7 separate regions of the Mus musculus genome follow, and all the other regions are linked to region 1. Evidence: chromatin contacts called from public promoter capture Hi-C data. All regions are on one chromosome and are shown on one strand. The core of a region is the stretch at or near the end of the contact, and the rest is flanking DNA. Distances in the headings are between cores, read along the strand shown. Region 1 holds the start of Ggnbp2os (gametogenetin binding protein 2, opposite strand). Region 2 holds the start of Ints2 (integrator complex subunit 2). Region 3 holds the start of Med13 (mediator complex subunit 13). Region 4 holds the start of Taf15 (TATA-box binding protein associated factor 15). Region 5 holds the start of Tubd1 (tubulin, delta 1). Region 6 holds the start of Vmp1 (vacuole membrane protein 1). Region 7 holds the start of Rnft1 (ring finger protein, transmembrane 1).

What was found. Promoter capture Hi-C pulls out the DNA fragments that hold promoters and counts their contacts. Capture Hi-C pulls out chosen DNA fragments and counts their contacts.
Region 2: a promoter capture Hi-C map of pre-B cells shows a contact between it and region 1, with 2.9 times the contacts expected there. The contact joins the promoter of Ints2 here to the promoter of Ggnbp2os in region 1. A contact is called at or near these places in 6 of 39 promoter capture datasets (the 3T3-L1 cell line, hippocampal neurons, liver and 2 more), 1 of 484 Hi-C or Micro-C datasets (B cells) and 1 of 9 other capture datasets (adipose tissue).
Region 3: a contact with region 1 is called in a promoter capture Hi-C map of liver, with 2.5 times the contacts expected there. The contact joins the promoter of Med13 here to the promoter of Ggnbp2os in region 1. A contact is called at or near these places in 5 of 39 promoter capture datasets (cranial neural crest, hippocampal neurons, liver and 1 more), 2 of 115 datasets of contacts at active chromatin or transcription factors (astrocytes and embryonic forebrain) and 1 of 9 other capture datasets (adipose tissue).
Region 4: a contact with region 1 is called in a promoter capture Hi-C map of pre-B cells, with 5 times the contacts expected there. The contact joins the promoter of Taf15 here to the promoter of Ggnbp2os in region 1. A contact is called at or near these places in 6 of 39 promoter capture datasets (the 3T3-L1 cell line, cranial neural crest, frontonasal cranial neural crest and 3 more), 1 of 484 Hi-C or Micro-C datasets (CD4 T cells) and 1 of 115 datasets of contacts at active chromatin or transcription factors (extraembryonic endoderm stem cells).
Region 5: a contact with region 1 is called in a promoter capture Hi-C map of liver, with 4 times the contacts expected there. The contact joins the promoter of Tubd1 here to the promoter of Ggnbp2os in region 1. A contact is called at or near these places in 5 of 39 promoter capture datasets (hippocampal neurons, liver, neutrophils and 1 more).
Region 6: a contact with region 1 is called in a promoter capture Hi-C map of hippocampal neurons, with 8 times the contacts expected there. The contact joins the promoter of Vmp1 here to the promoter of Ggnbp2os in region 1. A contact is called at or near these places in 2 of 39 promoter capture datasets (embryonic stem cells and hippocampal neurons) and 1 of 484 Hi-C or Micro-C datasets (B cells).
Region 7: a promoter capture Hi-C map of liver shows a contact between it and region 1, with 2.9 times the contacts expected there. The contact joins the promoter of Rnft1 here to the promoter of Ggnbp2os in region 1. A contact is called at or near these places in 2 of 39 promoter capture datasets (hippocampal neurons and liver), 2 of 115 datasets of contacts at active chromatin or transcription factors (astrocytes and cardiomyocytes) and 1 of 9 other capture datasets (liver).

Annotation. Positions count from the first base shown.
Region 1 is chr11:84,868,725-84,872,132 of GRCm38.p6, forward strand. Ggnbp2os (gametogenetin binding protein 2, opposite strand) reads left to right here and starts at 1,281. Exons shown (of 2, transcript NR_131201.1): 1 at 1,281-1,372; 2 at 2,480-2,907. Ggnbp2 (gametogenetin binding protein 2) reads right to left here and starts at 2,066. Exons shown (of 14, transcript NM_001364114.1): 1 at 1,881-2,066; 2 at 1,153-1,348. The coding sequence starts at 1,245.
Region 2 is chr11:86,256,099-86,259,131 of GRCm38.p6, forward strand. Ints2 (integrator complex subunit 2) reads right to left here and starts at 1,496. Exons shown (of 25, transcript NM_027421.3): 1 at 1,106-1,496; 2 at 1-231. The coding sequence starts at 220. All of the region lies in intron 2 of Brip1os (BRCA1 interacting protein C-terminal helicase 1, opposite strand), which reads left to right.
Region 3 is chr11:86,356,225-86,359,732 of GRCm38.p6, forward strand. It overlaps Med13 (mediator complex subunit 13), which reads right to left and starts at 1,372. Exons shown (of 30, transcript NM_001080931.2): 1 at 1,236-1,372. The coding sequence starts at 1,301.
Region 4 is chr11:83,471,166-83,474,410 of GRCm38.p6, forward strand. Taf15 (TATA-box binding protein associated factor 15) reads left to right here and starts at 1,943. Exons shown (of 16, transcript NM_027427.3): 1 at 1,943-2,041. The coding sequence starts at 2,035.
Region 5 is chr11:86,542,989-86,546,331 of GRCm38.p6, forward strand. It overlaps Tubd1 (tubulin, delta 1), which reads left to right and starts at 2,003. Exons shown (of 9, transcript NM_019756.3): 1 at 2,003-2,242. Rps6kb1 (ribosomal protein S6 kinase, polypeptide 1) reads right to left here and starts at 1,819. Exons shown (of 15, transcript NM_001114334.2): 1 at 1,578-1,819. The coding sequence starts at 1,718.
Region 6 is chr11:86,681,891-86,685,243 of GRCm38.p6, forward strand. Vmp1 (vacuole membrane protein 1) reads right to left here and starts at 1,946. Exons shown (of 12, transcript NM_029478.6): 1 at 1,850-1,946. Ptrh2 (peptidyl-tRNA hydrolase 2) reads left to right here and starts at 2,184. Exons shown (of 2, transcript NM_001098810.3): 1 at 2,184-2,233.
Region 7 is chr11:86,482,719-86,486,112 of GRCm38.p6, forward strand. It overlaps Rnft1 (ring finger protein, transmembrane 1), which reads left to right and starts at 1,939. Exons shown (of 9, transcript NM_029788.5): 1 at 1,939-2,081; 2 at 3,343-3,394. The coding sequence starts at 3,394.

The sequences.
Region 1 (3,408 bases), core at 31-2,530:
CCATCGAAGTGAACCAGTCAATAGCTTCCCTAATTTTTTAAAAGTACTGAAGCTCTTGAGACTGGCAAAAAGGCTCAGACTGGCATCTCCACAATGACTTGCATTTTACATAAAATGCTAAAACCTTCAGTACATAACTACACTTTTTTTTTTTTCAGGAAGATAACCGATCTGCCTTTGAGTGGAAAAAAAGTCAAAGGCTGGAAGACTTATCTACATCAGATCACAATGGGCGAGTGCAAAATCCAGGAGCGTCAGCATCAAAATGAAGATTTCAAAACTTGTTCGGAGAAGGTTCATTTAACTGTGGTAAGCAACTGCATTTACTTCCTGCTCAGAATCAACTCAAATTTCTGCCATTTCCTTTTAAAGGAAACAGTACTACAACACCGGGTAGAGGGGTCGGCAAAGGTATACCAACACCAAGTCTTAAAACAACCATCTTCCCACGTTTGTGTTTTTCTATCCACAATGAGCAGTCAGTTCTTCATACTACTTTACAGTCAATAACTTGGTCTTGGGCTACTTGTAAACCAAAAAAATGCCACGAAGGCCCATTTTGAAGAGTCATGGCTTAACCCAACCATTTCAAGAATTATAATGTACTAGGCAATGTGAGACGTATTAGGAAATCAAATCATTTAGGTGGAATCTTCGCTGTGCAAGAGAATGTCACTCTGCCCTCAGTAATTACACTTATGTAGAGATAGCTACAGTGTTCAAACGGGAAACACACAGGTAACAATGCAGCTGCGACATTTTCAACTAATTGAGCCTCCCGGAGGGTAAGTGCTTTCTGGAGAGGACAGGCCCTAAACGCCCCAGCTCCTTCAACCCTTCTCCCCGGCGCGTGCTTAGGCAAACAGCGTCTCAAAGGCAGGCCTAAAGGCCAAAGGTTCGGAGAGGGAGGAAGACCCGAGCAGGGGACCTCCAAGTGCCTTCGGGGCGCTGGATCTGGGGCCTGCCAAGGGTACCGAGAGGCCCCGCTGCAATGGCGAGTTCGTGGGGCCCATCGGAGAGGCGGCCTCGCCTAGGAGTTGCAACACACTCTTTCTCCAGTGCGCAGCGCTCGGCCTGGGGGAGGGGAAACAGCTGCCAGGCCGGGGAGCAGCGGGCCCATCCCGGCCCGGCCCGCTCAGCCCGCTCGCTCACCGTCAGGGTGTCGTCTATGTAGAGGGGGATCTGCCTCCTCTCGAAGGGGAACTCCTCCTCCCCGTCCCTGCACACTGCCACCAGTCGCGCCATCGTCCCCGACGCTGCCGTTGCCACCGTCACCACCTCCTCCCAGCTGCTGCCGCCGCCGCTGCTCCTGCCGCCGCCGCTGCTGCTGCCTCCTCCCAGCTCCTGCCTGCAACAGCCAAACCCCGCGAGCGTAAGCACCCGCCACCTCGCAGCACATTCGCCACGGGTGAAAGGGGTGGGGGGGCGCGGAGCGAGAGAGGACAGGAGAGCCGCGCTGCGTTTCCCATCACCCGATTCCACACGCGCTCAGCCAATCAGCGCCCCGCAGCGCCGGGACCCGCCCCCTCGCGCCGCCTGCCCTCCCCCACCCAGACCCCCCCTCCCCACCCACCCACCCCCCCCCCCCCCGCCCGCCGGCCTCCAGTCAGGGTCCAAAGGAGAGGCGGAAAAGGACCTGCTGGCCCCGGGACATCCCCGCCCAGCTCGGGAGTCCGGGCTCCAGAAGCCCATCCCCGCCTCGGCTACACAGCCCAAGCCCGCACCCCCTGCCGCTGACCCCTTCTCTCCTGGCTGAGCGCCCCGCCCAGGGTGGCCCCCTAGGCTGCAGTTGCCCGGCGCCACCCCGCCCCTGGGAGGGGTCGACCCTGCCTCGGCTCTGCAGAGTTGGGGTGGGGGCGAGCTCAGACCCCAGTCCTCACCCGGGTCGGAGAGAGAGAGCTCTCGGTTCTGACCTTCACTGACTTCGAGGACGCCTCCCTGACCCCCACCTCTGCTCCCCGTTACCGGCTGACGAGGCCCGCGTCAGGGCCGGCCTGGGCGGGAGCGCGGCTGCGATTGCCGTTTCCTCTCCAGGCTCAGTCAGCCGCTCGCGCCACGGGGAGTGTGGGAGGGAGGGCGGGGGACGTGGGGAGGGTGGGGCCGGGGAGGGGGGGCCGCGAACTCCAGGCGGGGCCTGCCTCTTCTCGCGAGACCGCGGCCGCCTCGCTCGTGTCCCGACTTTCGAAATCGGCTTGTACGGGTGGGGGGAACCCCCTGTGCTGTCGCGCTCGGCTGACCTGCGTGGTGCCCCGGATTTACCAAAACGAGCGTGAAAATAGGGCCAGTGGGGAGGCCCAGCAGGAGCAGCCGGGGTCCCTGCCAGTGACGACCCGGGATCTGCTCTCTGGAGACCGGTGGGGTGGAAAGCCCACTGGGGGGGGGGGGGAACCCAGATAAGACTTGGGTGAGCGATGAAGAGCTGGCGCTGTCGAGGTCTAGGAGAATGGACACTGCAGAGACCTTTGACCTTGTTTTCCAGGTTGCACACATGCGGACTTCCACCCCTGTAAGACTGGAGGAAAGGGCTCTGCTACCCTGACTCACCCAGAGCCGGCCGCCTTATGGGGACTGCAGCAAGATGGATGGAAAATATGTGCAGGATCTGTTGTTACAATAGACAGAAAACTGAACTGTAGTCTATGTGTAGCTTCCGACCAAAGGAACTTCTTGAGTTAATATTAACTTAAGGGACTCCCTTGGGCAAAGTTACTGATAGTGGCCAAAGGCCCTTCGGTCTGACCATCTTCCGAGAACCAGAGCTGCTGTAAAGAGAGTTTCCTCTGCACTCTTGACTACTGCCACGTTCTCAGGTACTAGTCTACGGAGGTCCATTGTAAAGCCAAAAAGATGGAAAATGTTTTGTCTTGATGGTTTTAATAATAAATCCATTCGCTGCTTGTACAACTACCAGATCTTAAGGACAGATCGAATATTTTCTGGTAAAATAGGGTAAAGCTGTTGTTACTGACCTTTAAAAGTATTTTGATCACATGAAGTCTTTCAAGTCACAACCAAAAAAAAAAAAAAAAAAAAATCCCACAGTGCATCCTTAGCCTTGTTGACTTATGACATTGTGTGGTCATTGTTAGAGTAGGTGACATAATAAACTGGAAGAACCATTGTGTGTTCCCAAAGGTGTGATTATCCAGTAAATATGTCTTTGGGCCATACTAAAAGCAGAACAGTGCGATCCTTAGTTGAAGTCCAGTTTTTCACGCACCTTCTGACAGGTTAAAATACATAGTAAAACTATGGACATTTTTAGAGAATCTTGTGTTTTATGTCTACAACTACTACAATCTATGTACCTACTTTGATTAATTGAATTTTAGGTTATGCTTGGTAACAAATATTGAGCCAATATGTATATAGCTACTAGCTTTAATTTTCACTATTAAATATACACCA
Region 2 (3,033 bases), core at 246-2,745, 1.4 Mb after region 1:
CAGCTTCCACTCCAGACAGGAGGCGAAGTATAAGTTTCTTATCCTGTGCCCAACTTTGGCTCTGGTCAGCAGGAGCACAAAGTGCCATCCTCACCAGGCAGGGCAAGAGGAGTCTTAATTCCGGATCACTTAAGGACGCCAGGCGGACAACATCCACCTTCTGCATAGCTTCAAAAGCAAAAGGGCTGACAAACTGCAGGCCTGTACCCTCGGGCGTCATCGCTCTCGATCCTAAGGAGTCCAAAACAACAAAATGAAAATCGGTATCTACTTCCCACATATATGACAACCTTCTTTAAAATCTAACAAAGTATACTAAATACTTAGTAGGTCCTTGCATTGGCAATGTTGTTGGCACAATTAAAGCTCAGGTTTCTGTCTCTATGTTTCTACTGACATCTGGAAGATAAGAAGGAAAACTGCAGATTAATGTTTCTTCTCAATTTAGAGATCATTTGCTCTAATACTTTGTGTCCCAGTGAACCCTCCTACCCTGAACACAGCCAAGACTTCCCTCATTATGCCCATTACATGAGTTCCATGAAATATGGAGAGAAAATGAACGGCTGCAGCCAGATCTCTTTCATTTTACAAGCCTACCAGATAAATATAAATATCAGTTGGGCTTCTCTTTCTACCTCCCAACTACATGGAAACACTGGTAAATCATCTCACGGGCCAAAAGTAATGTCAGAGGCATGGTTCTGAAAGCCACAACGCTATTCCGTACCCCTATTGTTATAGAGGTAGATGTGTATGTACAGTCAGCTGAAGGAGTTAAAGAGAGTCTCACTTGGGCACTGTGGTTTTGAGTAAATTTTCAAAAGGTAGCAGAAAAGAGAGGTGACATGGAACAGTTAACAGAGACCACTCAGTCTTAAGACCTACTCCCTAGCAGAGCTGTGGACAAAGAATCGTAGGCAGAAATGCTGCTGTTTCAATAGTAAGCGCTGGTCTTTTAACAGTAGAGTAAGCTCAAGGCAGAGGTGACAGGACTCAGGGGTCTCTGCCAGGCAGCAATGAGAATCGAGTGACCCGGGCTGCGAAGAGTCAGGCGGACTTCAGACAAAGCGGCACTTGGGCCCGAGAAGCCGACGCTTCATACCTTAAGATCAACCCTCCAGCCTCAAGGGACCCACTCGGATTCCGCCTCCGAGAGCCAGACGAGGCAGAAATGGAGAGCGCGGTCCGAAGTTGGGCCTAGGTGATTATCCAGATCCCCAAACCCCGGCAATGCCCGGAGTCGACTCAGGCACCAAGAACTCTGACGCTGGCACCAACAGTGCCGTCGACAGAGCGAGAATCAGAATGGGGACACTGCAAAAAAAAAAAAAAAAGTAAAAAGGAAAGGGAAAAAAAAGGGAGAAGCAACCAGGAGAGAGGGGAAAGCAGAGACTTAGTTCAACCTGCACCCTGCACCTCCATTCATCCCAAGCTTCTGGCACGCGCCGGCCACCGTACAGCACTGAGAAGACGTCGGCGGCGATAAGAAAAGCCAGCTTAGGGCCGCTCTGCGCATGCGCAGGCCCGCCCCTTCCTCCGTCACCGCCCTCCCCGCTTCCGAAAGCGTGGAGTGTTACACTTTCTTGTTTTCCAGAGCTTTTCTCTTGGAACCTTGTCAGATGAGTTCCTAAACGGTCAGAGCGAAATCCCGACCCCCGAACCAATTATCGCGACATTTAAATAACAATAATGTATTAAATGGCAAAAGTTGTCCGCTCTGTTCCTCCACAGAAATTTGCCTAATGGAACCCGATTGCAGCCTCCTTTAAACCCCTGCCGGTGCGGTCTAGAAAGTTCTAGAATCCCAAGACCTGTGTGTAGGGGAATTTTAAAAGTAATGAAGCCGGGCAGTGGTGGCGCACGCCTTTAATCCCAGCACTTGGGAGGCAGAGGCAGGCGGATCTCTGAGTTCGAGGCCAGCTTGGTCTACAGAGTGAGTTCCAGGACAGCCAGGGCTACACAGAGAAACCATGTGTCGAAAAAAAAAAAAAAAAGTAATTAATCATAAGTCTATACACTAAGGCCAAAGTGTAATAACTTTTCATTATTTAGTTTTATGGTGTGTACCCAAATTATAAGCGCATGCTACCACTTCCGGCTTGCATTCGAGGTTGGTTTTGTTTTTCAGACAAGGTATATGTGGTCCTTGTTGGCCTGGAGTTCATTATGTAGACAAGGATGACTGGTACTTGACACAACCCCTCTGTCTGCCCAGGGCTCATACTAGAGGCTCTATGTTTGGTAGCTTTCTCGGGTCTCGAGGTTACAAAAATCCTATTCAAGAGTGAATTTTAGGAACGAATTCAGTGGAACCTTCTCAATATTATATGTGGCACTTGTGAAAGAAAATCAAAACTAAAGTCTCACCATCTTAAAAATTGCAAGTCTATTTATCTCATAATAAATGTTCTGGAGACAGCGCCACACTATGTAGTCCAGGCTGCTCTGAACTTCTGCTTCAGCCTTTCAAATTGTGGAATTATAGGATTGTGCCATCTTCACCAGCTTACGTTTTTTGTTGTGGTTGTTGTTCCTGGTTCACCCAAGGTTTGCATGACCTTGCGCGCGCGCGCGCGCGTTTGTGTGTGTGTGTGTGTGTGTGTGTGTGTGTGTGTGTGTGTGTGTGTGTGACATTTGTGCATGTGTTTACTTGTGAGAAAAAAGAATAACTCATGGAAGCTCATTTTCTCCTTCCACCATGTATGTCCTGGGACTTGAATTCATGTCATCTGGCTCAGCGACCAACACCTGGCATGCTGTGCCATCTGTCAAGCCTCTGAACTATTTTATTAAAATGCAGCTTTTGGGCTGGAGAGATGGCTCAGCGGTTAAGAGCACTGACTGCTCTTCCGAAGGTCCTGAGTTTAAATCCCAGCAACCACATGGTGGCTCACAACCATCCATAATGAGATCTGATGCCCTCTTCTAGGTGTCTGAAGACAGCTACAATGTACTTAGATATAATAATAAAGAAATCTTTAAAAAAAAAAATTCTGCTCTTCAGAGGACCTGAGTTCAGTTCCCAGTACC
Region 3 (3,508 bases), core at 122-2,621, 1.5 Mb after region 1:
GTGACGAGATGCTGATTAATGGACATGTCAAGAAAACCAGTCTAATCTGTAAGACGTAAGTGTGCTGAAGATCCCCATTTACCACATCGTGAAAGAGATTCAACAAAGGAAATTCAGTAATTCCTTATTCTAACTTAGTGACAGAAAGCATAAGGTGCCAAAAATGAAACTGCTGATACATGACTGGCAGTTTATGCTTGCCAACTAGTTATGCTCCACCCACTTAATTCACTTACCTATGATAGACTTAATATTTCTCAGAGCACACGAAAAATGAAAAAAGTCACTCTAACTTAGTCATTCAGGAAGCTCGGCTATCGTTTAATTCAGGACTAGATATTTGCAACAGTTGGTACTTTTGACAAAAGTCTTAACTCTTGAGTGTTATCCGATTTGGGCCGACCTACATACACGTACTAGAACATCCCTAATTCCAGCTGCCCCAGACTTTTCAGTTCAATAAAAGGAACAGCCAGCTCAAAACATTCTTAAAACGTAAGCAAAACAGACAAATATAGAACGTTTAGTGCGAAACCACAGTACCTCCTCCACTTGCCCCTCCACTCTCACAAAAACATAATGTTCTAATAAAAGCAAGATGGCTAGAAATTGTCAAAATGGCAAAATGTTTTCAAAGTTTAAAAAGAAAACATATGAACCGGCACACACTGTTTTTACACAAAGATCTGAAGTCACCCATAAGGACACTACCCCTGTATTAGTTTAACTTACAAAACGAAGAGGGTTTTAATACGTAAGTTTTTGGGGGGGTCCTGTTTAAGAGAAGCCCACTTACAAGGGAAAAGCGAGCTTAAAGGCAGTCGAGCAGGGGCAATCGTGGAAAGTGTGGAAAAGGGATACACTGTTCGATACAAGGGGCGGGGGGCGGGGAGGCGGGGAAGCAAGAAGCACACAAGAAAATATTACTATCCGGGCAGATAAGCAGCCCAAGTTAAGGAAAAGACTAGGATGGGGAAAAGAGTCCAAAACAAGACAGGAGGAGGAGAAAGACCGAGGGGGTGGGGGGAAAGACAAGCCTCTTCCCAGCAGAGCCCCGGTCGGTAGGTGAGCGGACGCTGCCTCCCGGGGCGGCCGCAGAGCCTCGGAGGAGGCCGACTCCGGCGGGGCCTAGCCGGGGGACACCGGCATCTGGATGCGACCCAGACCCCCTCCCCCACGGCCCAAGGGCGCACGGCGCGGCCCCCTCCCCCACCGCCCGCGGCCCCCGCACTCACCAGGCAGAAGAGGTTACAGTGACAATCTTCCAGGCTGGCCCCGTTCGACACGAAGGAGGAACTCATCGTCCCTCACAGCAGCCGCCGCCGGCGCCACAACCCACCATCCGCCATTACCGCCGCCTCCGACCAGAGAGAGAAACACAGACACCGGGGAGGGCGGGGGGCGGTGGGGAGGAGGCCGCCGGGCCGCCCGCCCTCCCCGCCGCCCCCCGGCGCCGCCGCGGCCCCCGCCGCCCGGAGGCACCCAGCCGCCCGGGGCCGAGGCCGCAGGCGGGAGGGCCGCGCCGCGCTCGGCCGGCCGCCGGGACTGCGGAGCCCGCGGACGCGCGTCCCTCTCCGGAGAGGAGGGGAAGGGATGTCTGTCCCTTCCACCAGAAAAATAAAAAAAGATTTAAAAGAAGAAAAGAGAAAAAAAAACGAAAAACAAAAAAATAATAATAACAATCAGGTACACGATAAATAGTCAGAGCCCGAGTCCGAGCGGGCCGAGCCCAGAAGCCCGGGAGGGTTCTCCGCGGCCCGGGGACGCCCGCGGAGGGGCGGGAAGGGCGAGGACCGGCAGAGCACCCCGGGCCCCCGGCCCGGCAGCGGCGATGTCCTTAAGCCCAGAGTCTCCTCAGCGGCGGAGGTGGTGGCGGCGTCTGTGGGCTCAGTCCATTCTCCGGCTGTGTCCTCGTGTTGTCCCTGGGCCAAGCCTGCCTAACGTCTGCTCTCCTGCCGCCTCACCGCCTGGACGCCGTAGTCTCCCCCATTTTGTGGGCCCAGCGGGCGGTGTTTTTCCCCCTTTAATCCGAATTCACGGGTTTTCCCTTCGCTTTAATGGCGGCCACAGGGACCAGCTCGCCCTCTCTGCTCGCCCATTGGCCGCCGCGAGGTCACGTGGGCCGGGCTCCGTAGGGAGGGGGGAGAGAGAAGGCGGTGAGGGAGGGCAGGGAAGCTTTCGGAGCCCCGGGGACCGGGCGGCCAGCTGGTGGCTACTAACATGGCGCCATCTGCTGGATGCCCCGGTTAAGATGACCCGAGTCTTGGCCCTAGCTTTCTGCTGGCTGGGGAAAGTGCAGCAGCGCAGGAAGGTTCACTTCAAAATCGAGAATTACTTGGAAATCAGTTCAAATTCTTTGGAAGAGAAAGTTGGCAAAAAAAAAAAAAAAAGAGAGAGAGAGAGAGAAAAAGAAAAAAGAAAAGAAAAAGAAAGACGTTCCAATGCATTCTCATTCACTCCATAAGGCCGCCGGGGTACATCGCAGAACTCTAGGGCTAAAGAATGAGAGCTGGATAGACACCAGCCTCGCCCTCTCTTTTTAAGTTATAATAAAGAGGTAAAAAAAATGAAACGATATGGTCTTGTGGTTAATGAACTAGAAATAAAGTCCTGCTGTTCAGGATTCGAAGCTGGAGCCAGTCTTTTACCTCTTTGTGACTCAGTTTCCTCATCTGTAAAATGAGGAAAACAAATGTTATGTTTGTTATATGATGCATGAATACAACCTGAGCACTAGCCTCGTGCCTGCGCCCGATAAGCAGTGTAAGGCATGCATTACTATACTTCCATCCTTCCTTTCTGTGGTTACTTTGAGAAACACGTGAACTCTGAGAGTGAGAATCAGGAGAACTGACCCTTTGTTGCTATAGCTGTCCAGTGCCTTAAAATGTTCTAGCACACAGTAGGTACTTGATATTTGAAAACTTAGAAATGAATAAGAAAAACCATGTATGATGTTAAATCCCTTCCCAAACAATTATTCTGGGCTGGATTACTCTTCAGTGAAGAGTTCAAAACATTTTCCATGCAAACTTTAAAAGGATTCTAGGAGGAGACGAGGGAGGAATCGGGAAAGATTAAGAGATAATGATACCAGGAGTAAAGACACAAGCTTTTAATCCCAGCTCTGGAGAGGCAGGGGGAATCTCTGAGTTTGAAGCCATTCTGGTCCACAAAGGAAGCTCCATGCTAGCCTAGGCTACATAGTAACACCCTGTCTCAAGAAGAAAAGAAGAGACAACAGTTAGGAGCTATCAGAACTTTAAGTCACAATTATCTCTGTAAAATAGTAGACTCTTCTAGCTTACTTTTTTAGCCATAAAATGAAAAGTATTCTTCACCACCTCTTTGTCCACCTTAGTGCTGATTAAGGTCCTCAAGCCAAAAACTTGCAGAGAAAGTTCTGCTGCTTGCCAGTGGACCTTAGATCAAATCTGACCCTAAATCAAATTAGTTTATCATAAATCAAGGATAATCAGAGTAGTTTTCTCCTAAAGTGTTTGATGAA
Region 4 (3,245 bases), core at 693-3,192, 1.4 Mb before region 1:
TATAAACTTACACTGTCAAAGATGAGCAATACTCTGTATATCTTTCTTAAAAACAAAAACAAAATTAGAACCCAGAAGATCTTTCTTTCTCCTGTAGCCTGGTTCTCTACAATTGCATAAGCTCTTCTCTGGGTTCCTCTCCTCGATACAGATGCTAAAGTACCATGGCTCATAGTCATGAAAGAACTTTTATTTCTTTATTTCTTTAGCCTTGCCTTTTGGTCCTGTCTAAAGGTTCCTAAAATCCTCTGTCTATACAGATACAATGAGGAGAAAGGACCTCATGCTCTTTTCTGACCTGAAGGTATCAATTCTGAACTTACCCTTTCTTTGCTCCATTCTAGTCTTTTCCGCTTGGTCCCTGTCACAGTGCAGGACACCTCTATCTGGCCATTTCTTGCATAGGCTTTCATGGCCTCCTAAGTGTCTGTGACTTCTGCACTTCCCTCTGCAGTTACTTTATGAGTCCAGTGCACTGCGATCTCTCTCACTAGCATTATTATTAAGCCACTCAAGTGATCTTCCTGCTTAAAATATTTTGTTTTAAGACAAAAATAAAAAAGGCCCTCTGCAGTCCTGTGTGTCCTGGAACTCACTATGTATACCAGTTTGGCCTCAAATTCAGAGGTCCTCCTGATTCCACTTTCTAGTACTGGGCCATGCTACCTCAATTGGTTTTAAAAATTATCAGTGCTGGGAATTGAGCCCAGGGACTCAAGCATGTTAGGCCAGGCTTGGATCACTGAGCAAAATTCTTAGTCTCGCTTCTCTCTCCCACTTTTAGGCACCTCGCAACTCCAACCTATTCTTCATTCTACAGCTGGAAAATACATATCTAATCTCCACCTTTTGAAGTTCTCTAGTGGGTGGATCCACCACCTTCAGGACAAAGTTCAAACTAAGAGGCCTCAGCTATATACCCTCCTACTTTTCTGGCAAGTTCAACTTTTCTCCCCTGGAGGCTACACTTCAAACATATCAAATTACTTGTTCTACACCAAGTCTGGACAGATCTTTTGCCCAATTCAACTTGAATAACTCATCACCCAGGTCTTCGTTCAGGTGTCACTCACTCGGGGAAATGTCCTTGCAGATTCTCGAGTTTTCCAAGCCCTTTTCCCAACTGAGCTTACTCTACGGCTTTCCGGTAAAACCCCTTAGCAACAGGGTCTGGTTACCAGGCTTCAAAATTCCACCTTTGCCCTTGGTTAGCCTCAGGCTATCCGGCTGTATCCGCAACTGGGGGAAACTATTTCATCAGTCTGTTGTGCGAATTAAATGAGATGATGTAAGGCGCTGACAATTTAAGAGTTAGCTGTTACAGAGGACTAAGAAAGATCCATTCCCGTGTCTCCTTATTCCCGGAGCCAGTTATGCGCGTGACTTAGACTGAAGTCACATTTTTGTTCTGGTCTCACTTCGATTTTTTTATTGGACAAGGTGGTTATAACAGCCCCGGAGGCGATCAGGTATGGAGCTTGTCACGACTTTCGTTCCGCTCGCTGCCCAGACTCGGGACGCCCCCAAGTGGTTCAAGTTCTGCAGCAAGAGCCCGAGCGAGGCCGACCACACCATTCCCGATTTTAAAGGAAGAATCGACTTTCCCAGGCATTAAGTTCTTATTTATAAAAGGGGAGCCTCGTCTTTCGCTTCATAGCTTCAAAGTCTACCAGACCCGGTAAAACTAGAACTGGGGTTGTGAATGGGGCGGAGCGAGCTGGCTCGCTTTCCTCCCCTAGCCCCAGGAGGGCATTGGTACTTTCCTCTCTCAATTCCCTCTCAATAATGGTACGGTCGCGGAGGGGAGATCCGGGAGGACTCTAAGGCTCGGCGGAACGGAGTGGCGTGGAATCACCCCTCCGGCTTCGGCGCAGTGGTATCGCCTGCCGCGCGCTGATTGGCTGCCGAGGGCCCGCAGTCGGCCTCAGCCCGCCGCGCCGCCCTCAGAGCAGCTCCAGCAGCCGCGCCGCCTGGCTTTTCGTTTTCCTTGTTCTCCGCGGGCCGTGGCGGGGCTCCGCGCCGCGGCTGTTAGTCATGTCGGGTAGGTGACTCCGTCAGCGAGCAGCGGCAGCGGCGAGAAGGGGTCCGGTGGGTTCTGGCCGTCTTCCCGCCCACCGGAGGGCCGCGAGGGAAAGACTCCGGCCTGAGGGAGGCTGGGGTGGGGGGAGGGAGGGGGGCGGCCGCGTCGCCGCCATGTTGGACCGGAGGCACGCACGCTCCCAACGCTCCCTGGCTACAAATCACGGCGGGAGCGCCCCGGAGCTCTTTTGATCCTGCCCTTGGAACCTGGGGAGATGAGCAGCTCCCCGGGGAGGGTGTGTGTGAGTTGGGGGGGGGGCGGAGGCCCGTCTACGCCATCGTAAGGGCGGGGGGAGCCGAGATCTGAGCATCAGCCTGAGGACTGGGGGCTTCGGGTCCTCCGCGCCGACTCAGATCTCTCAGCGAGGCCTCCGGCCGGTCGTCTCGCCACCTCGTTCCTCTGTTTCCCCATCCGAGAAGTGGAGCTGGGCCTTCCTGACTCACCCATTCATCAGGTGGGAGTCTTACGCTCTGGGAGCCCTTTTCGAAGCACTTTGCCTTACCCGAAGTCGCGCTACGGTCATTCCCTCTGCTGTAACCATTGGGGTTGCGGGGCGGTGTTTGTTTATTGGGCTTCACCTTTGTACTCCCTCCTCCACTTGTTAATCTCCTGAACTTAGAATTAAGCCTTGCCAGTTACTGACGAGCACTTTTAGGTCTTCGTGGCATTTCCCTTAAGACTTTAGAGACCAAGGACAGCGTCTTCCTCAAATTAGTATTTATAGAGGCCACTGCTGTGTGGAAGTGAGGCTTTCCCCCCTCCGGACAGGCAGTCTGGGTCCTGTTAAACCAGAACTTAAAAGTCCTCTGAATTCTAACAGTTCCAGTTGACCACATAAGGTCCTTTCTTTGGGCTACACTTACAGGTGGCAAAGACAGACCCAGAACGAGAGTTCTTTACTTCTGAGGAAAACATTGCCTAAAGCCATATGGCTGAGATGACATAATGACTTTGGTAGTTTTTCACCTACTTATGAGAGAAAGGATCTCATGAGGTATCCTTGGCTCAACTGGAACTCGATATGGAGTCCAGGCTGGCCCCAAACTCACAGATCCACCTAACCGCTGGCACTAAAGGTGTGCACCACTATGCTTGGAAGATTTGCCCTTTTATTAATTAATTGGCAATCCTTTTCTAAAGGTTTTCCCAGTCCACCTGGAGGGAT
Region 5 (3,343 bases), core at 753-3,252, 1.7 Mb after region 1:
ACTGAAAATTCCACCAGCAACTAATCACAGTACTCACAGAAGTGCTCCTTACCAGTTTTCTCTCTGGCTCTACTCCAAAACCACTGCCATATGGAACCAATATAACTGAACAGTGGATCACATTTATAATTAAAGTAATCCTGTGTGTGCTTCAAATTTAGAACTCACCACATCTGATTAAAAGGCTAAGTGGAATTCCACATGAAAACATGAAATTAAAAAGTGCGTGTAATACCCACATTTAGAACTCTGAAATTCTAACTGAGACTCACTTGATTATGAAAAGAATAATCTATGTGGGCCCACTTAATTTCCTAAAGTGTTCAAAGTCCTTTATACATAGCATTTCAATAGTTTGCCAGAAGGGCACAATTTATTCACTAAAGGAAAACTGGGGGTGAGAAGGAGACCCCATGTAAATACAGCAACTATCTAACATCAGCCATAAACCCATATTCTTCTACAGATGACTTAAAGACATTTAAAGTCACTAGGAGGTTATTACTGATGACATTTGTCCAAGATTGGTTATTTAGTTTGATGTATTTTTTTAACCCTTGGTGTAAAATATGTACGTTTCAGTAAGTATTACTGTAGAAAAAATGGTATACATAAATAACAAACTACTAGGACAGCAAAGGTAAAGCCAAGATGTGCACTAGAAAAGCGACTCTAAATTTAAACTTCAGCAAGGAAAACCCTCACACCACTATTCACAAGTCTCGGTTCAAGCAATTTATTTTTGGCGAGACAAATCACAGCTGTCAACGCTTTTTTTCCCACCCTACAATTACATAAATTATTCTGAAAAAAAAATATAGACATCTTCAACTTGAAGGGAATTAACTTACAAATGCCGTGTGTCGTTATGAATGGGGGTTTTTTTTTCCTTTAAAAAGTCACACGGAAGGGGGGTTAAAAATAAAAGGCAAACAAACAAACCCTGGAAGATGCAGCAGAGCCCCCTTGCTCCCGAAATAAAACTCCTGGTGGCTGTCACAGCAGTGCTACTCCCGACAGAAGTTTTCAGCTGTCACTTCTAACAGCTGAGCGCTTCCTAGGAGAGAAGCGACAGGCCGAGAAGAGAGGTGGTTGTGGGGAGTCTGAAGATTTAAGGCTTGCAATCTTACACTCCACAGGGAAACCCTTCCGCATCTCACCTGCACTAAGGGGGACACCCCAACAAGATCGGCCCTCCCCACCCCCAGCACACGCTCACACCACCCGGGCCGCACTCAAGCCCCACAGCTCCAGAAGCCGACCGCGCGCCTTTTCTCCTCGGCGCTCCAGAAACACATTGCTCCGGGGCAGCGCTCAGCTAGGGATCAGGGCGAGCCCTGCACCTGCGCGCCCCGCAGAGGCCTCACACCTAGGGCCAGGTCCGTCCGCCCGCCCGCCCGCTCCCCGACTCGGCCGCGCGGCGCCTCAGCTCCTCCCGGAGACCGCTCGCGTCCCCCCCGGGTCTCCACGCCCTCGGGCACACCAGGCTTCCCGGGCCCACGCCGCCACCCCGGCCCTGTCACCTCGCCGCTGCCCCCCCACCCCGCCGCCCATACCCCGGGGACCCCGGGCCTCACCCCCTCCTCCAGCTCATCCTCAGAGCCTGCATCTTCTGGCTGGTCCAGGTCTATGTCAAACACTCCTGCCATGTCCTCAGCTTCCCTGTGTCGGAAGTCAGGCGCTAGGTAAAAGCCGTCCCGCCTCCGTCGTCGCCTCATGGGCCCGGACCCGCCGCAGACTCCACGGCTGCTGCCGCCATCACCGGCTGCTTAAGCTCAATGCGTCTGCGCCTAGGCCCCAGACTGGCTCCTCAAGTTCAGCTCCGGCGCATGCGTACAAAGTCTTCTGAAGCCATACAGTGGGCAGCGGACATGCGTAGCATTAGCTCCCGGGGCCAGGTACTGGCAGGAGCATGCGCAGAACACCGTCCGAAGCCAAGCCGGGAAAGTACAGCTTGCGCGTTTCTGTCTAAGGCGTTTGCCGGACACGGAGCATGCGTACCATATCTGAAGTTGATAAATTGAAATTGAACATGCGTGATTAGCCTTCCTAAATAGAAGAAGGGAAACGAGGGTCGAAAAAAGACAAGCCCTCAGCAGAGCTCTTCGCATAAGGAGCGAGCGCATTTATTTGTTCTAAGTAGTTTTTTTTTTTAAAGTATTGAAAGTGAGCATGCGCGTAGTGAGAGGGTTGGTCTTCTGAAGTTTGAACCGAACTGAAACTGCCGGTCGCAGAGCTGTCAGTGAGTGTGGGGTTACCGGGGAGCTGATAGGGAAGAAAGGCAAAGAGAGACTCTTGTCTTTGCTATTTGCTAATTCAGTGGCTTGGAAAAGTTACATAACCCTTCGGTAACTCAATTTCCTTAACTGTAAAGTGAGAATAGAATTACCTACAATGCAGTCTTAGACGTTAAGTTGAAAATCTGGTTCACAAGCCTCTGCTCCTTTCCGGGGCTACATAGACTTGATGTGAAGCACTTATCAAAAATACTCTTTTTAAAATAGTCCCTGTTCTCCGAGAGGCTGAGGCAGAAGGATCATGTGTTTCAAGTCAGCCCAGACTAATTAGACAGTTTCAGGCGTAACTGGGCTACATAGAGAGATGTTGTCTAAAAACAAACAACGTCGTTTAAAAATAATAAAGATTTAGTTTCATATTTTATCTGGTCTTTCTCTAAGCTCCAACTTTGTTTTTCTTTCTTTTCTTTCCGAGACACGATCTCGCTATGTAGCTCTGGCTGTCCTGGAACGCACTGTGTAGGTGCAAACTCACAGAGATCGGTCTGCCTCAGCCTCCCAAGTGTTGTTGGGTTGAAAGGCTTGCACCACTATGCCTGGATCCAACTTTATGCTAGTTGGTTTGGTTTTTGGTTTTCAGAGACAGGATTTCTTTATGTGGCCCTGGCTGTCCTGGAACTCTCTGTGTCCTCAAACTCAGAGATCTGCCTACCTCTGTCTCTTGAGTACTGGAATTAAAGGTATAGCCACCATGACTGGGCTTATTGATCTTAACTGTGCTTTCCGGGCCAGAAGACGGTTGGTGAGAAAACAGAAAATTAATGTTATTGAATGTTCTATTGTTGAGCTAACTTCTGATGTCCATGTAGTGTGAAATGTATACAAAGAATTCCTTCAGGATCATATTTCCTTTAGATTATTTATGTGTGTGAGTATATATGCACATGTGTGTGAATGTGAGCACTTATGCAAATGCACAGGAGATGAGGGCATCCAGCTCTCTCTCTCTCTCTCCCTCTCTCTCTCTCTCTCTCTGAACTTGGGGCTGAGTTTTCTCAACCAAGTGGAAGCTATCCACAGTGGTCCTTCTGTCCGCACTGGACTTG
Region 6 (3,353 bases), core at 696-3,195, 1.8 Mb after region 1:
GCCGGGCATGGTGGCGCATGCCTTTAATCCCAGCACTTGGGAGCAGAGACAGGCGGATTTCTAGTTTGAGGCCAGCCTGGTCTACAGAGTGAGTTCCTGGACACCAGGGGCTACACAGAGTAACCCTGTCTCAAAACAACAACAAACAAACAAACAAACAAACAAACAGAAAAAAGAAAGAAGAAAAAAATTGTTGGAAAAGTAAAAAAACAACTACAAAAAGCAAGCAAGCAAACAAACCAGGGATAACACACCAAACAGCAGATAAGAAAGGATTTAGCTGGGTTCAAGGCCAGCCTGGTCTACAGAGCAGGCTGTCTTCCAGAACAGCCAGGGCTACAGAGAAACCCTGCCTCAAAAAAACAAAACAAACAAACAAATAAACAAACCCAAAACAAAACAAAACTGACAAGTGTAAAACAGTTCAAGAACTCAAAACTAAAAACAATAGGAAACAAACAGATTTAAACTAGCTGTAGGTAAATTGGGAAACAGCACCAAACCATTTGCCAGCTTAGTTCAGATATGTGGCTATTTTCTTCTGGAATGCGTGCCTCAGGGATTTAATTGTATTGTTAAATGTATCCAAGGATAAACCCCTTAAAATGCATCTGTGTTTTAGATAACCTAGGCAAATAAGTTAAGCAGAAGAGATTCCCACTTCAGAATCACTTTGCATCTACTCCAACTGATCATGTGTCTGGTACGCCAGCATCTTTCTCCCAAAGGTCAACAAAAACATCACCTCCAATACAAAAATACAGCGTAGTAAATAAGCTTCTTCCCTAAAATCAGACCCAAGGACAACACAATTCTCAGACAATAACAGCTGGAATATAGCCGGACCCAGCACTCGGGAGGCAGAGGCAGGTGGACCTGGTCTACAGAGCAAGTTCCAGAACAGCCGGGGCTACACAGAGAAACCCCATCTCAAAAAATGAACTAAAACAGTTGGAATTAAATTCTTCATTAGGCCAAGAGAAACACTGGAAAAGGTTCTCTAAATGATCAATCTGTCTACGAAACCTCTCACAAGCGTCAAGAAAGAACTGAAAGGTAAGGAATGACATTGCCAATAGACACATACACAGCCGATCTATGCATTCCTGGATTCTTTGCTGGAGTAGAAAAGCAAAAGATGTTTACATAAAATCAACTGGAGGTCATAAGCAACCCATAGCTGCCTAACCCGCTAAGCCCATACACTGTTTGGAATCGTAAAGACCTTTAAGTCCCTATCTTGCTGCAAGTACTTCCACTGCGGGGAAATAAAAATGTTGGGGATCAAGGTTTTGGAAAAAGCGGAGAGCCCTCTTTTTTTTTTTTTTTTTTTTTTTTTTAAATGACAGTCCTAGGAAAAGCTGAGTGGGTCCACAGCAATAACTCTGAGAGGTAATGACCCCTTCCTTTGACTACTCTGCACTGTCGGTACACCCGAATACCTTCGTTTCTCGGAGATATACTTAGCATACTGCGCTAGTGGCCCGGGAGGAGAAAAACCCATTGAAAGGTCCTGAGAATCAGCAGCAGCGAAGACCCTCTTCATTTAACCCAAGGCTCTGGACAGCTCGGGAGTGAGGTTCTCTGAGAAAGCCAAAGCCGGCTTCCAGGTCTGGAACGAACTGTCGCGAGTGTCTGGGTTCAATGTCCCGGTAACCAAGCGCGGAGAGGTGTCCCACATAACCTGGCCACCGCCAGCTGACACAGCCAGTCAGCAGTGACCTGAGCCATCTCAAGTGGAAACCAGCGTGTTCTGCGTCTGCATCACCCAAGTGCGGGAGCTGCGGAAGCGGCCGAGCTGTGGGAAAGCTCGGCTTGGGCTCCGGACTCCCCGCTTTCGCTCACCTACCCGCTCAGACCCCGGCTTCTCCGGATCGCAGGATCCTGGAAGCGGCTCACAACACCGACTCTCACACCCGCCGCTGGGCTCCAGCCAACCGGAACTCGCTCGCGTCACTTCCGGTCCGGCTCCTTTAAGGAGCCCGCCTCCAAAAGAGAAACGTTCCCCCACCCCCACCCCCTCCTTTCGGCCACCGGGAGGTTCCTCGCGGGATTTCGGTTCGGCTTTCTCGGTTCGGGCTCTGTGGGTGTGACAAGAAGAAGGATGACTGCGCTTCGTAGTTTCTGATCCGGAACTAGTTTTTCAGGAAACCCGGAAGGAGTAGGTGGCGCGCGCGAAGCGTGTTCCTTGTTCTGGCTTGGAGACCTGCGAGGTGAGCGAGACGAGCTCCAGGTAAGTCTCGACTCCTTCTAGGACGGTGCAGAGGAGTGTAGTTCTTAATGGCTCTACTGAAAAGCATCTTATCATCTTACCCCACGGTCGGCCTCCCCCTAGCTACTTCATAAATTGTCTTCCGCCCCGTGGCTGCTGCCTGCCTTGCCTACTCTGCAAACCTTTGGAAGAAGCCAAGATAGAACCCAGAATTTTAGTCGCTGGCAACACCTCCTCTTAGAGGTGGCATTGATACGCTACCCTAGCGTGAAAAAAATGGAGAACAGGCCTCACACTATACATTTTAAATATCCGTCTTCGAATTGTTGAGCCCAGCTTGGAAAAGGAAAAGAATTCTAAAGATGGATTCAAAAGTATTTTTATTTATTGGTATTGCGGTGCATGCACGTTGTGCATGGTGAGCAAAGCGCTCTACTCTGAAGCTATTGTTAATCTCATGGATTCGAAGTGGAAGACCACTGACCCAAATCATGGCCAGATTAATTAAAGCAAACTTTTTATTATTATTATTCGTTTACACGGACTATTTCTCCCAAAAGGCAGTGTTCAAGAGATCAGCACTGGACATGGGGAAAATAAGGATTTTTATAGTTCAGGAGTATTGGTTTCCAAATGGGGGATTTGGCATATAAACAGTGTTAATAGCAGCGGAAAGTGAACATAAGTTGGTCATAACAACCCTCTGAAGTAAGACATGGTTGCAAGGTGGTCAGTAATAGCCTTTGGAAACAAAGGCATAGTTGCCGTTTCCAGGAAAAGGCAGATCAAGAATATTTAGCCATATGTTGCTCTGTGACACTAATCTCTACCACATTGGACAGCATAGGGACAGACAGAAGGGCCAACTATGTACGTGTGTGTAATATTATCCATATTTCCAGGCAAATAGGTAGTTTTGCTTAGGAGACTGCAAACTGTGAGAAAGGTCAGGTGAGCAGTGGGTGGAAGTTGAGTTAAATAACTCAGAGGAAGGTTTAAAGTTTTAAAAGTCAGCAGGGAGTGGTGCACAAAACTCAAGAATGAAACACAAAAAGAAAGAACTGTGGTAGCAATGACAGCCTGTCTGGTTCTTTAGCAGTTTGGATAGAATAGTATATTACCCATCCTGTAATAGACGCTA
Region 7 (3,394 bases), core at 689-3,188, 1.6 Mb after region 1:
GGGAATTTGGGGCTGGAGAGATGGCTCAGAGGTTAACAGCACTGGCTGCTCTTCCAGAAGTCCTGAGTTCAATTCCCAGCAACCATGTGGTGGCTCACAACCATCTGTAATGAGATCTGGTGCCTTCTTCTGGTGTGCAGGCATATATACAGGGAGAACGTTGTATACATACTAAATGAATCTAAAATAAATACATAAAAAAATAAAATGGGAATTTGAACATTAGGTATATTAAGTTTACAAACTGTTGTTCTGCTGTCGTTGGGGCGTGATTATGTGACATTTCATGATTTTCCTGCTGCCTAAATTTGCATTTATGTTATTTTTTGAGATTTAGAGTTTTACTCTGGGGCTGGTGAGATGGCTCAGTGGGTAAGAGCACCCGACTGCTCTTCCGAAGGTCCAGAGTTCAAATCCCAGCAACCACGTGGTGGCTCACAACCATCTGTAACAAGATCTGATGCCCTCTTCTGGAGTGTCTGAAGACAGCTACAGTGTACTTACATATAATAAATAAATAAATCTTTAAAAAAAAAAAAAAAGAGTTTTACTCTGTATCATAGATTGGCCTGGAACTCACAGCATCTTTCTGTCTTAGTCTTCAAAATTCTAGGATTACAATCATGAGCCACTAATGCTTATCATACGTTCATTTTAGTTTAAAATAAAACTACTCACATAGGATCTCTGCTGTGCACAAAATTTGCAGTCTCAGTTGGCTCCCTGGAACCCAAATAAAGGTAGGAGAGAAAATTTCCCAAAAGTGTCCTCTGTCGTACCAGTTCAGGCACTACCTGTCACCATCACGCACAGGCACAAATAGGCCTGTTCTACTTGGGACCAAGTCTTAAAAAAAGAGAGTGCTAATGTGCTGGTCACAGAGAGAAGCAGATCCAAAAGAGCATTGGGATTTTTTAAAGTGCTTTTTGACTTGAGAGAAATTTAAGAATAGTCTCAAGATGAATGAAGGGCTGAGGCTAAAACCAGTAGATTCAGTTATACTACTATGAAAGGAAGACAAAATTTCATGGCTAAGGAGATTTTGACAAGGTATTTGAAAGGTTTAAGTCAGGTAGAAAGACAAAATTACTGGACACGTAACTCAGAAGTGTCTCTGCAAAAAGCCAAGTGTGTGCAAAACGCCAGACTTTTGCCTAGTCACGTCAGCCTCCGATGAAATACTTAATTTCAAGAATCATAGGAATCCTGTTATACATATGATGTCCTAGATTTTCCAGAACTGTGTTTTTTTTTTTTTTCCTTGTAGTATCTTTTTTCCCCTTTAGTAGCCTTTATTTTAGAAGTCGAGTTCCCTGCTCGCCAACACGGGGTTTTCTAAATCTACTTCCAGGGCCTCACAAACTTCCTGGCGCGTCTGATATCCAGTTCTGGCACCCGGTTCTGGCACGAACTAGGGCACACTGTTCAACTTCAGGCTTGGAACCCGAATCCAGGTCACACAACCTCTCTGCCCAGGCAGCCCAGCGGGTCTGGCGTAGCTAGCAACACGCAGCCGGAAGCCAGATCGCGGCTCCCGGTACGCAGCCCGCTGCCGAGCAGGTTCCTGGACCTACCCATTTTCAACCTCAAGTACTGAAGGACTCCGAAGCGTGTGACTGATCACTAATACACGCAAGACGTGACAGCCACGCAGACTTAATTAGCACACACGTCCGCCACTACGCCACTCGTATAACATCACCAACAGGGCCACAGGGCGACAGGGCGGGTCTACGATGTTCAGGGCGGGGCCTAGATGCGCCCTCCTCCTCCTCCTCCCAGTGAAGGCGGGGCTAGGGACTCGGGACAGGGCCTAAAGGTTCCCTTCTCTGCTGGGAAGGGCGGGGCCGGGATGAGCGCGGGGCGGGGCCTAGAGGCTCCTTCTTCCACTGGGCGAGGGCGTGGCCCGGCGAAGGCGGGCCGCGCGTGACGACGTCTAGGGAGCGCGCGCGCCGCCGCGGGGCCAGGCCGAGCGCTGCTGGTGGCGTCCGAGGCTGAAGGCTTGGCGAGAAGGGCTTGCGGCCGCGTGTCGGGCTGTTGGTATTGTGGCTGCCGAGGCCGCCCGCTCCTGGTCATGAGAGGTCAGGCCTGGGGAAGGGGGTGAGGCGGAGGGTTTCCGGGGAGAAGAGCCGAAGCTCGGACGTGGGTGGAGAACTCTGTCCTCGCGGATTCCGGAAGAGTTGGCGTTGACTTTTCTTTCTCCCTTTCCCCTTTTCTTGTTTATGTATGAAGGAGGGCAGGTTTTGTGTTTCTTTTTTAATAGCAGAGACACAAACTGTCCTGTCCCAAGTCGCTCTTCAGAGAGTGAGGCGATAGAGCCGCTGTGGCTTCCGAGCCTCTTCGAAACGTCACACAGTAACTGCACGGTTTCAGCCAGCCAGCCTCCGCCGCAGCTAGCTCCATCGCGGGGGAAACGGGAGAGGCCCGGCGGTGGGCTCTGCGTTTCGTCGGGCGACAGCACGATTCTGGCACCCTGGTCCGAGATCCACACTGGATCACGTAGGGATCTTGCCCTGCCCACAGCCTCTCTTCTGACACCCCTAACCAAGCCGATGGTGGCATTTTTATTCGGGAGGCTAACTCCTTATTTAGACTAAAGCATCACTTAGCAATTACGTGATGACTCCCCCTAAGGGTCCTCTTTCAAAGGCATTTGACTAACATTCTTTTGGAAGGAGAAGCAATATTCTCGGTGGCACCATTAATTACTGAAAACCTTATTAGCTTTGTGGAAGCTGTTTCAGCATAAAATGAAGTGTTTATTATCTTTGTTGATGCTTAATTAAGGCACTGATTTTTTTCCTTCTAAACATTAATGAATCTGTAAAAAAAAATCTATTGTATTTATTTAGTGTGTGTGTCAGAGGACTTGTGGGAGTCAGTTCATTGCTTCCACCATATGAGTTTAGGGGATTTAACTCAAATTAAAGGTCTTGACTTACCCAGCCATCTCACCCACCCTTAGCAAACTTCCTGATGTGGACTCTGCCTCAGAGTACATGAGCCAACTTATTCAGCATTAGTGCTGCTATTCACTGTGGTATCTGCTGGGCACCCCTTTGACTCTTTGCTGATGTCTTTTGGCACATTTGAAAAATCAAGACATCTGCAGTGCTTTGTACTTTAAGTAGCCCCTGGTTCAAAACTCTTGGTTTGCCAAGTTGGACTTCGAGGTTGGAGTGGGGCAGGGCAGCAGAGCTTTGACAGTTGCAAAGATTGAAGGACCTGAAACTTGTCTGTGACTGTCAACTGCCCCTTTAGTGAACAAAGGACACCTAATGAACCGATGCACTGCTTGTGATTAACTTAGAATGCTTTCTGCTCTTTGATTTTACTTTTAAGGAGAAAGAGTCCTGAAGCAAAGACATTTTAGAGAGAAAATACTCAAGGGCCA